2 separate regions of the Ovis aries genome follow, and region 1 is linked to region 2. A link is a contact called in public Hi-C data. All regions are on one chromosome and are shown on one strand. Each heading gives the region's core, a stretch centred on a gene start, on an enhancer-like site or on the middle of the called end of the contact. The rest is flanking DNA. Distances are from core to core; before and after follow the strand shown. Region 1 has its middle 15 kb from the start of ZNRF2. Region 2 has its middle 100 kb from the start of NOD1.

Evidence for each region. A called contact is a pair of places that touch in the nucleus more often than the background predicts.
Region 1: a contact with region 2 is called in a Hi-C map of liver, with 5 times the contacts expected there. The contact joins two enhancer-like sites. A contact is called at or near these places in 7 of 16 Hi-C or Micro-C datasets (hypothalamus, liver, muscle and 3 more).

Annotation. Positions count from the first base shown.
Region 1 is chr4:67,601,260-67,608,062 of ARS-UI_Ramb_v3.0, forward strand. No RefSeq gene overlaps it. Among named protein-coding and RNA genes, the nearest start is that of ZNRF2, 15 kb to the left of the region's middle. Within about 2 kb of position 3,527, at least 40 of the 54 cell types and tissues checked have an H3K27ac peak or open chromatin away from gene starts, as enhancers often do. A contact at or near this core is called in liver, where this site is marked.
Region 2 is chr4:67,453,807-67,460,064 of ARS-UI_Ramb_v3.0, forward strand. No RefSeq gene overlaps it. Among named protein-coding and RNA genes, the nearest start is that of NOD1, 100 kb to the left of the region's middle. Within about 2 kb of position 3,190, at least 5 of the 54 cell types and tissues checked have an H3K27ac peak or open chromatin away from gene starts, as enhancers often do. A contact at or near this core is called in liver, where this site is marked.

The DNA.
Region 1 (6,803 bases), core at 2,277-4,776, 150 kb after region 2:
TAGCCCTGAACTAGGTTGTCCTTGATTCATGGAAACTGCAAAATACCTTGGGACCTGTGCTGGAGATGTCTTCATTCTTTAAGCAAAAGGTGACTGAGTATTTGTAATTGCCAGGCCCTGTGTTTACCAGTGGAGATGCAAAGTTAAACAGGGTCCCTGCCTTGGAAAAACTTACAGCCTAGAGTTAGGGGACATAGATATAAATCATGAGATGATTAGAGTGCAGTGTGATAACTGCATGTGGGAGCTGAGTGCAGGGACAGGGGTTGGGTGAAGGACAGATGAATTCCCAGAAGTGATACTGAACTGAATATTGAGAGTTGGCTTAAGCAGCCACAGGCATTCCAGGCTGAGGGAGCATGAAGCAAGGGAGAGCTCTGAGCATCTGAAGAACAGCAAACAGTTCATTAGAGCTGAAGCAAAGAGTGGGAGGCGATGAGACAAGCAACTAGGCTGGAAAAGTAGGTTGAGGCAAAGTTTAACTGGCTTGGTATGCTGGGCTAAGAGGTTGGAATCAATCCAGAAGACAAAAGACAACCACTTTCATAAACAGATAAGTAGCATGATTGTATATACATTTTAGAAGGATAACTCAAGCAGTATTTTGGAGTTTCTTGATAGAGAGGAAAGCACAGTGGAAGAGGAAGACAAGTCAGGAGACTGATGTACAGTGGATTCAAAAGCATTTAAAAGAGTAGCCACCATAGGTCTTAGAGGCCCATCAGGTGTTGTTCATTACTGAGAAAGGACAGTCAAGGATAACAGGTAAGCTTTTGGGTCCCGGGGAGCACTAGATAGGAAAGATCAATGTTGAGAATTAGGGAAATACATTCAGCTCTACAAGGCAGAACAAAACCAGCCTTTAGGTTGTAGCAAGCCACGGAGTTAAGTTTTGTTGGCTTTAGGCATCCAACCCTATACTGAATTTGCACAGGGATACAAACAGCTTTCTCAAAGCCCTGAATTTCATTTAGTGCAATGCTTCTCAGTGCAAGAACCACATCTCCCACTCTCCAGCTCAGTGCTGTTCCTGGGATAGACATTCTGAATATGCAGAACCCCAAGGGCAAGGAGAGCTAGTGCTCTGTGCAGTCAGGTTGGAGGACGACCAAATATTAATGCTGGGTGTGGCAAATTTATTTTTCCTCCTTGTTAACATTCCATGAATAAAGGAGATTTAGGCCTTGTTATTTTCCCACACAGTCTACTATGGACAGCAGTTTTCTATCACAGTGAATTAGGCTATTAAAAAGTTCATCACCTCAAAAGTTGCATCTTTGCCACTGGACCACCAGGAAAATCTCAGTGACTAAGATACAGTTTTTGAGGTGATGAACTTTTTAATAGGCCAATTCAAGCCCTGGTCAAGGAACTAGACCCCACATGCCGCAACTAACAGTTTGCATGCCACAACTAAAGATCTTACAGGCTGCAACTGATAAAGATCCTGCATGCCACAACAAAGATCAAAGATCATTGTGCCTCAAGTAAGACCCGGCATAGACAGATACATCAGCAAATAAAAAATACGTATCTAAAAATTGCATCTTATATTGTTGTACTTAAATAATGACTGTGATAGGCAGGGAAATGGCCACCTAATGAGGTCTATGCCTTTATCTATGGTACTTGTGATTACCTTACATGGCAAGAGGGACTTTGCAGGTATAAATAAATGAAGGGTCTTGAGATAGGGAGATTGTATGATCTGAATGGTCCCAATTTAATTTCAAGGTTCCCAGAATTGAAAGAGACACGTGTACCCCAATGTTCATCGCAGCACTGTTTATAATAACCAGGACATGGAAGCAATCTAGATGTCCATTGGCAGACAAAAGGATAAGAAACCTGTGGTACATATACACAATGGAGTATTACTCAGCCATTAAGAAGAATACATTTGAATCAGTTCTAATGAGGTGGATGAAACTGGAGCCTATTATACAGAGTGAAGTAAGCCAGAAAGAAAAACACCAGTACAGTATACTGATGCATATATATGGAATTTAGAAAGATCGTAACAATGATCCTATATACGAGACAGAGAAAGAGACACAGATGTAAAGAAGAGATTTTTGGACTCTGTGGGAGAAGGCAAGGGAGGGATGATCTGAGAGAAGAGTATTGAAACATGTATATTATCATATGTGAAACAGATCGCCAGTCCAGGTTCAATGCATGAGACAGGGGGCTCAAGGCTGGTGCACTGGGATGACCCAGAGGGATGGGATGGGGAGGAAGGTGGGAGGGGGTTTCAGGATGGGGAACACATGTACACCCATGGCTGATTCGTGTCAATGCATGGCAAAAAAACACTACAATATTGTAATTAGCCTTCAATTAAATAAAATTTTAAAAATAATAATTTCAAGGTTCCTTATAGATGAAAAAGGGAGGAGGAGAGGAGAGGCACTAGATATCAGTGTGGATTTTCCCGACCACCACCCTCTCTGCTCTCCAGGAGATATACCAGACAGCATCCTGGGTCCTTCCCCAAGTCCTGGCAAACACAGGGCTATTTTCAGAACTGTAATTTCACCAAATATATACTTACATATTTTGACCTTTCAAAATGATACATGCAAGAAGAGTGATACAGTGCAAGAAGAACTCAGTGGGCCATTGCTAAAGACAGGGGGCTACAAGCCAAGGAACGCTGGTAGCTTCTCGAAGCTGGAAAAGGCAAGGAAATGGATTCTCTCGAGATCCTTCAAGAGGAACACAGTCCCACCAACATCTTGGTTTTAGTCAGTGCAACCCATTTCAGATTTCTGACCTCTAATACTGCAAGACAGTAAATTTGTATTGTTTTTAGGCAATTGTTTGTGGTAATTTGTTACAGCAGCCAAGTGTGTTAGTCAATTGTGTCGGACTTTTTGCCAGGGTCCTCTGCCCATGTAATTCTCTAGGCAAGAATACTGGAGTGGGTTGCCATTTCCTTCTCCAACAGCAGCCATAGGAAACGAATATATTGATTGTTCTTTAAGACTTCAGAAGCTCCCTGATGACAAACTGCATTAAAAAAAAATCTAATAACCATGGCCAATGAAATTCTTATGTAGCTAGTCATACATATTTTTTCTTGGCTTCCTGCCCTATTCACGAGTCATGGGAGCATAAGATGCTTGATTTCCTGAAGCTAGGTATTACAAGTATCTGAGATCGCACGCTGCTTTTGAAAGACCCTAAGTGGAACACAGCTGGGACTTCCCATCACCTGCCTCAAAACAGCGTGGTAAGCTGTCTTCCAAATGCAAGCACTGAGATTAGGTCATAGCATTAAAAAGAACAGCCTTTGGTTCAGGGTTTCTGTGTTTTACAAGAGCTCTGAAAAGTCAAAATATGTAAGTATATAATATATTTGGTGAAATTACAGTTCTGAAAATAGCCCTGTGTTTGCCAGGACTTGGGTAAGGACCCAGGATCTGGTGCATCTCCTGCAGAGGCGGTCGGGAAAGCCCACACTGACATCTAGTGATCCAAAACTGCACTGCTAAAGGCTCCAAACCTGAAACAGTTGGCGTCAACCGGTTCCTCGTTTTCGTTTTCGATGCTCTTACCCTCCTAGACAGCTCAGGACTCGGCGTCGACCAGGAGACTGACCAGGTGACGTCAGCAGTCGTGGGCGGGGCCAAGGCGGGTTAGGCTCCTTTACGCTGTGTGTGTGTGTGTGTGTGTGTGTGTGTGTGTGTGTGTGTGCGCGCGCGCGTGCGTGTGTACAAAGTTCAGCCATCTAAGAATTTTGCATTTTGTTTTGAGAAATAATCATTTCTGCGCTCTATTAAGCTACAAATTTTGCTTCTAAAAGCCTTTCGGTGCTTCTGGTGACCAGACCCTTTAGTGCCAAATCAGTTTAAGAGCATTTACGTTTTCAAGGTACACAAAGCAATCGCTTCGGCTCTGATATCGGGAGCAAGGAATAATCTGGGCCAGGGAAGCACAAGTGCAGCAAGTACATGCCTTTTTTCGCCCCTGGAACTTTATCTGCCTTTGATCTTCATGAGCTATGTAGCCTAAAGCACAGAAGAAACGGCAAAGAATGCCCCTTACATTTCACTTTTTTTCTCCGGATGCACATGGTGAAAATAAGTCAACAGAGTTACAATTTCTATGTTTCCTTACTGCGGGCAAAATTAGAAGCAAGACTGGGTTTTGAAGGCTGTTGCAGTAACTCAAGTACAAAATGATGAGGGCTGCACAATCATGTGAATACACTCAACTGCCACTGAGCTGTACACTTAAAGATGCTTTAAATAAACAAGGTCCTACTGTATAGCACAGAGAACTATAATCATTATCCTTAAATAGTAATGGAAAAAAGTATGAAAAAGAATATACGTATGTGTAACTGAATCACTTTGCTGTTTGCTGTATAGCGGAAATTAACAACATTGTAAATCAATGATACTTAAAATAAAATTATTTTAACGATTAAAATTTTTGTTATGTATATTTTACCACCAGAAAAAAAAAATTAGTAAGAGGCTGACCGGCATCAGAAACAGTGGGAAAGGAAGAGTCTACAGGGCTAATGAAATGATTGGGTGGAGATTTGTTTTCATTCCATGGGCAGATTGTGAACAAATAATAAACTCTAGAAGATTAATGCCAAAAAACACTCTTACAACTGTCTGAAACAGTGTGGAATAACTTCATCGGATTTTACAATGAAGTGTATTTTTTCCATACATTTAGAACATTTTCTTTTATGGCATAAAAATACCAAGCTTCAAGCAAATCATACAGATGGGAAAATAAAATGTGCTACACTAAAAGCACACAGATTTAGCAGAGAAAGGGCAAAAAGAAAACACACACACACATACACACACAAACACTTCATGAGGGATCTCTGATTCAGTTTTGAGTGTCAGAAGTAAGAAAGAGATAAAAAAACATTTCCAGAATTGAGTTCTTTGTAAGCCAAGCAAAAACAAAAGCGATATTTAAATAGGAGGAACTTCAGACATGACTTGCGCAAAGAGCAGATTCACAGGTTTGGAAATGACAATTTGTTACTTTTTAGAATTTGTAACATATTGAAATTATGATTCATTGGCATTCCAGGGAGGAATTATGAGAGATCTGGAATTTCTTCAGTAAAATGCAACATTTCTATTAACATTCAGATGTACATCTACAGAGTTTCTCTAGTATGTCTTTTAACACACGTCATTAGTTCAGTTCAGTTCAGTCGCTCAGTCGTGACCGCCTCTTCGCAACCCCATGAACCGTAGCACTCCAGGCCTCCCTGTCCATCACCAGCTCTCAGAGTTCACCCAAACCCATGTCCATTGAGTTGGTGATGCCATCCAAGCATCTCATCCTCTGTCGTCGCCTTCTCCTCCTGCCTTCAATCTTTCCCAGCATCAGGGTCTTTTCAAATGAGTCAGCTCTTCGCATGAGGTGGCCAAAGGATTGGAGTTTCAACTTCAACATCAGTCCTTCCAGACTGATCTCCTTTAGGATGGACTGGTTGGATCTCACTGCAGTCCAAGGGACTCTCAAGAGCCTTCTCCAACACCACAGTTCAAAAGCATCAATTCTTCAGTACTCAGCTTTCTTTGTAGTCCAACTCTCACATCCTTACATGACCACTGGAAAAACCATAGCCTTGACTAGACGGACCTTTGTTGACAAAGTAATGTCTCTGCTTTTTAATATGCTATCTAGGTTGGTCATAACTTTCCTTCCAAGGAGTAAGGTCTTTTAAGACACGTCATACTACTAATAAATTTTGCTCTGTTTCTTCATGCCTGCCCCTCTCCAATGACTGGGTGATGTGAAAAATACTGTCAAGACCGTTAAGGCCAATATGGCAGCTACAATTAAGATTTCATTTTAATACAGCAGGATTTTCTTTTCTTTTATTAGGATTTTTTTCCTACTGAATTAAAGTTATTTGATAATAACTAATGACTTTCAGTAGTAAAAGAGTTTCTTCTGGAGCTCACAAAGAACTGAAAAAGAATAATTTGAAAACAAAAATTTTTTAAGCCCCATCATTCAGAAATTTTACCTAGTTTGATACACATGAACTTTAGAGAAATGAGTTTTGGAAAGCAAGAGTATCTCCTCGAGGAGTTTTATAAACTCAGTCACTATGCAGGGGAAAAGCAAATGTCTGTTGTCTTCAATACTCAATATTAGAGTGATAATGACCTATAGTCAAATTTAAAATAGTGATGACTTGATAAAGTGAATAATAGAAACTGTCTTGTTTTTCATAATTTAGTGTAATCAAGCTAATGGATTTTTATACTTTTCCTAACTACTTAATGGATATTTTATGATGAAAAATAATTATCTTTCTTGTCAGGCAAGATATAAAGAACCCAGATTTCCTCATTTGAAGAGTGGATAGCATCAGAAATAAGTTTATATCTGTTGAAGCAGTAATTCTAGGCATTGATCTACGGTATTGATCTAGGCATTGATGCAGGTATGTGATGAAGCCTTCACAGTAAACTAAGAAAAATTAGTTCAATGCAGCACTTGCTTTCTTATCTAGAAAAAGCTAAATGTCTTCCAACAATATGATGGTACCTCCAAAAATTAAGCATTCAATTACCATATGATCCAGCAATCCCACCTCTGGGATTATACTCAAAAGAATTGAAAGCAGTGACTCAAACAGATTTCTTCACCCTGTTCATAGCAGCATTACTAGAAATAGCCTAAAGGTGGGAGCAACCTGTGTTCATCTGTGGATGAATGGATTAAAAGAATGTAGTATATACATATGATAAAATATTATTCAGATTTTTTTTACTCGAACAATAGACATTTATTTCTCACAGCTC
Region 2 (6,258 bases), core at 1,940-4,439:
TGATGAACTATGGATGGAAGTTCATGACATTGTACAGGAGACAGGGATCAAGACCATCCCCATGGAAAAGAAATGTGAAAAAGCAAAATGGCTGTCTGGGGAGGCCTTACAAATAGCTGTGAAAAGAAGAGAAGCAAAAAGCAAAGAAGAAAAGGAAAGATATTCCCATTTGAATGCAGAGTTCCAGAGAATACCAAGGAGAGATAAAAAAGCCTTCCTCAGCGATCAGTGCAAAGAAATAGAGGAAAACAATAGAATGGGAAAGACTAGAGACCTCTTCAAGAAAATTAGAGATACCCAGGGAACATTTCATGCAAAGATGGGCTCGATAAAGGACAGAAATGGTATCAGAAGCAGAAGATATTAAGAAGAGGTGACAAGAATACACAGAAGAACTGTACAAAAAAGATCTTCATGACCCAGATAATCACGATGGTGTGATCACTTACCTAGAGCCAGACATCCTGGAATGTGAAGTCAAGTGGGCCTTAGAAAGCATCACTACGAACAAAGCTAGTGGAGGTGACGGAATTCCAGTGGAGCTATTTCAAATCCTAAAAGATGATGCTGTGAAAGTGCTGCACTCAATATGTCAGCAAATTTGGAAAACTCAGCAGTGGCCACAGGACTGGAAAAGGTCAGTTTTCATCCAATCCCAAAGTAAGGAAATGCCAAAGAATGCTCAAACTACCACACAATTGCACTCATCTCACACGCTAGTAAAGTAATGCTCAAAATTCTCCAAGCCAGGCTTCAGCAATATGTGAACCGTGAACTTCCAGATGTTCAAGCTGGTTTTAGAAAAGGCAGAGGAACCAGAGATCAACTTGTCAACATCTGCTGGATCATTGAAAAAACAAGAGAGTTCCAGAAAAACACTATTTCTGCTTTATTGACTATGCCAAAGCCTTTGACTATGTGGATCACAATAAACTGTGGAAAATAATGCTTCAGTTCAGTTCAGTCGCTCAGTCCTGTCTGACTCTTTGCGACCCCATGAATCGCAGCACACCAGGCCTCCCTGTCCATCACCATCTCCCAGAGTTCACTCAGACTCAAGGCCATCGAGTCAGTGATGCCATCTAGCCATCTCATCCTCGGTCATCCCCTTCTCCTCCTGCCCCTAATCCCTCCCAGCATCAGAGTCTTTTCTATTGAGTCAACTATTTGCACGACGTGGCCAAAGTACTGGAGTTTCAGCTTTAGCATCAGTCCTTCCAAAGAAATCCCAGGTTTGATCTCCTTTAGGATAGACTGGTTGGATCTCCTTGCAGTCCAAGGGACTCTCAAGAGTCTTCTCCAACACCACATTTCAAAAGCATCAATTCTTCGGCGCTCAGCCTTCTTCACAGTCCAACTCTCACATCCATACATGACCACTGGAAAAACCATAGCCTTGACTAGATGGTCCTTTGTTGGCAAAGTAATGTCTCTGCTTTTGAATATGCTATCTAGATTGGTCATAACTTTTCTTCCAAGGAGTAAGCGTCTTTTAATTTCATGGCTGAAATCACCATCTGCAGTGATTTTGGAGCCCAAAAAATAGTGTCTGACACTGTTTCCACTGTTTCCCCATCTATTTCCCATGAAGTGATGGGACCAGATACTATGATCTTTGTTCTCTGAATGTTGAGCTATAAGCCAACTTTGTCACTCTCCTCTTTCACTTTCATCAAGAGGCTTTTTAGTTCCTCTTCACTTTCTGCCATAAGGGTGGTGTCATCTGCATATCTGAGATTATTGATATTTCTCCCAGCAATCTTGATTCCAGCTTGTGTTTCTTCCAGTCCAGCATTTCTCGTGATGTACTCTGCAAATAATGCTTATAATAATGCTAATAGCAACTTAATTTTTGCATGTCATTTTTCCCTATTTTGCCTACATGGAGACTTTTATTACTGTAAAATACATGTAATATACAATTTATCATCTTAATCATTTCTATACATTTCAGTGGTATAAACACATTCATATGTTGTGTAACCATCACCAATGCCCATCTCCAGAATTACTCTTCTTATAAAACTAAAACTCTATGCTCATTAAACATAATTCCTCCTGGCCCCACTTCTGGCAACCACCTACTACTTTCTTTCTCTATGATTTTGACTATTCTAGTTCCCTCACATAAGTAAAGCCAAACAGAGTCTTTCTGTGACTCTTAGCATGATGTCCTCAAAGTTCATCTATGTCAGAATTTCCTTTTTTAGGAACAGTGAACATTTATAATTTATTTAGTTTTCCCACAGTTATTAATCTTTATAATTATCATTTGTATTGTATTGTTATGTTAATTTGCTTAATTATGTCCCAGGTATTAGACATTCAGGTGTCCAGACTGGCTGTAGGGATGATTATTATAGACATTTCTATGGAAGTAAAAAAGTTTCTTTAGGATTATTTCTTTGGAGTGGGATTAGCAAGTCAAAGATTCTTGCTGTGAATTTTAATTTTTTTTTTCAATCTACATGAATCCATCAGGTTTAGGAGTCTAATAAATGGTTTGGAAGTGGGTGGAAGTTAGAGAACAATGTACTATCTCCTTTGAATAGGAATGAGACTCCCTGCCTTGGACCTGTACCCTAGATGGCACCCAGGCCCTGCCCACACACACAGGGATGCTACCGCCACAGACAGGCCCTGGTAAGTTCAGCCTTCTTACCATGCCAGTGAGGACACTGGCTCAGAGGGCAAAAGAGACTTGCCCAAGGTCACACACATTATCTGTAGAGCAAGAACTAGAACACAGGCCTTCTGGCTGGCTTTATTTTCCCTTCTGTTCTGACAGTCTGTAACCTCCAGTTCATTCTCCAGTTGACCTTTTTTTTTTTTGCCAAGCCTATTAAACCTGATCTCAATCCACTAGGGCAAGTTAAACAAAATGAACTCTGCTCCCCAAGGACTTAGGTGGGGTATCTTAAGTGTTGCTCTGGGAAGTCTGGTCTTATTTTTATATACCAATGATGCGAAAAGCTCCAAAACTCGGGACTCCTGTTTTCAAGTCTCACTGACTGACAGTCTCAAGGTGAGGAACACCCTGGAGAATGTCGGGTGACCCAAGTCTGACTCTTCAAAGCCCACACATCCTCTGCCAGCCACAACCATGGGACTGGACCAAAGGAAGTAGGTGTATTCCAGAGACCTGGGGAAGGTCATACTGGGATTATTTCCATCACAAGAGGGCAGCATGTATCCAGCGATTAGTCCATTACATAAGTGGCCTGAAGGATTCAATTGTGTAGGGGGTGCTGATACTGATCCAGTGTTCTACTTACATAAAAATCCAAAGTACATGGTGTTAAGAGCAATTTCATTGTCAGTGCATTCATCCATGACTTCAAAGACACTGTTAAGTTAGGGAGAGAAACAGCAGAGTTACAGCCAGGTCTGTGGGTACTGAGGGTCTGGGTTCAAATTCCAGTGCTGCCACTTGTGTGACCTTGGACAATGACTTAGCTTTTCTGTCCCTGAGCTTTCCATCTGTAGTAGTACTGCTCCCTTTGCAGGGCTGTTTGGTTACGAGGAGTAAATTAATAAATATTTTTATAAAGCACTTAAAACAGTGTCTGACATGTAGTAGGGCTCTAGAAGTAGCAACATTTGTTATCTAATCAGACCTTTCCCCTCTAGCACGACCTTAATGAGCATCAGAGATAGGGCAAAAGGAGGAGCAGTGCTAAGCCATCATTCCCCACCTTGAGAGCCCCTCTGAAACAACACCGCCATTTTCAAACTGACAGCAGTGTCTAGACTTGTAAGCAACTCAGAAACCAGAAGCCAGAGGCTGAATACCTATGGGATAAGAACTAAGCTTCCTAGGTGGCATGAGCGATAAAGAACCCTCCTGCTAATGCAGGCAGACCTAAGAGGTGCCAGTTCGATCCCTGAGTTGGGTAGATCCCCTGGAGGAGGGGACAGCAACCCACTCTTCTTGTCTGGAGAACCCCATGGACAGAGGAGCCTGGTGGGCTCTGGTCCATAGGATCACACAGAGCCAGACATGACTGAAGTGACTCAGCATGCACGCAAGAACTAAGTATCCTGACGTACCTGACACTGTCTCCATTTTTATTTTGTTAAGGAACTGCCTGTCCAGGTCCTATTCAGAAGCAGGGATTAGGCAAGCTTAAAGTCTGTTGCATTTTAAGTTGACTTCACAGATATTAGAGTGAATTATCTGGCATTCTACACTAAAATCGTATGGCTGAAGGTCATTTCTGTCTTTGATGTCAGCATGTGGTTCTGTGTTTCTAGCATTCTTTTCATCCACTTGGTTGACATAGCTACTGATCCCCCAGCCTCCAGCATAAACGAATAATGGCAGTCTTGAGAGCTAGCAGGAGAGAAGAGTAGTGATGGAGGGAGGTCAGAACAGGAGTGTGGAAGGTGGGTGGGTTAGCCACTGGAATCCTGACTCCCATCCTGATTCATACCCTCCTATTGCTGTGTCTTGTCCAGGAGCTGGCCATATGTGTCGGGACCCATCAGCTTGGCATCTTGGGCACTGCATTTGTACGGAGCCAGCAGCTCATCACCTACTGAGCAGCTCCAGGGAACAGCCCAGCTGCCCACCGCTGCTTTTAGATCTCCCAGTGGGTACTCACCAGACAATGTGTGAGATCTCTTTCCTTCTGCTGAGTCAACATATATTCCCAAGAGGAGGGCCTATTGGTGGTCAACGTTATGCTTCCATCTGAATCATCTAGTCCATTTTTCTCAACTTTTTTTCATTATCACCCCTGTAAAGAGAATTTTAAGACATTTTTACCTAATCCCCTCTTCCACCATAAAACTCTTAATACCACAAATATACTGTATTTCTGTTTAGGTACCCTGACCCTGCAGGCCACTGAATAGCTAAACTCTTTTTCCCCCACCAAGAACCAACTTTTACCTCCTTAGGGGTGATATCCCTCCTGTTGATAGTCAAACCCTAGATAATTCTTGTCTCCTTTGTCTATTCCAAGAACCCCTCTGTCAACATAAAGGCTGTTGGCCTTTCCACACATTATTCAGCATCTAATTCAAGAAATCTTAGTAGGTATAAATTTTTTCATTCATTCTTTTCACTCTTTTATCTGTCCTGAAAATAATTATATTCTATGTGCAAAAACTATGCTTATGTTACTTTGTAAAAGGGGAACAATCCATCCCAACAGGGACAATTACAGTCTGAAGCTTTCTGTCACCAGGAGCTTCAGAGATGAACGTCTATGGCATGTCCCCAGTGACTGCTGGCAGGCTCTGGGTAGATCTTGAGGCCGACCAAATGTGCCTTTGCTGTTACCCACTTCTCATTCTCACTTCCTGGTTCCCCCACCGTCATATCCTCTCCAAGAAACCCAGGAATATCCAGAATTCCCCCTTTGAAAGAGAACCCAGGCCTCTGCCCACTCCAGGCTGCAGACCTCCCACATCAACCCTCCCCACGCACTATTGCTACACTCAGCTAAATATTAAAACATTACACGGATTCAAGTAATTCAGAATAAAATGGAACTAATAGGATTACCTCTGTCAGATGGTTTACATTTCAGAAGAGAAGCTGGCTGTTCAAAATACTCTCCAATGAGACACATAAGCCCAGAGAAACTTCAGATCAAATTAACGTTCATGTTCTCTCAGCTGTCTCCCCCCATGACCCCAGAATGAATCCAGAACATGGTTGGCTCTTCAGGTCTGATCCCTGCAGTATCTTGGCAGAACTGAGAAAGTCCATCTGTCTGTCCATCCATCCAGCTCACAAATATTGAACACCTACTTCATGCCAAGCACTCTGGAACTGCTAGGAATACAATGGTGTCATGTCTGGGACTGGATTTTGGCCTATTCACAAGTCAGAAGTTAGACACTGTTTCATGGAAGCTAGCGTGAGACCTGAGCCTCCTGGGTCAAAGACACAGTACTTCATTATTGACAGAACAACAGACAGCCAATGATGAATAGAGAGGTCTCAAGAAGGAGATTACACTGCTGCTGAATGTTTCTGTAAGTCAAAGTAAATGCCCATGCATTTAGTGACACAGAGGTTATGGGTCCCCTTAGTAACAGCCGTTTTGTTAAACTGGAAACAGGGAAGCCACTGGAGCGGACTGAGAAATAACTGGAAGAGGAAAATACCTTTCCAGAAATACCATGTGAAGCAGAAAGACAGGACAGTGGCTCAAAGGGGATATGGAGTCTAGGGAGGGTCCCTCATCTGACTTGAGATGAAAGTGTTAGCCACTCAGTCGTGTCTGACTCTTTGCGACCCCACGG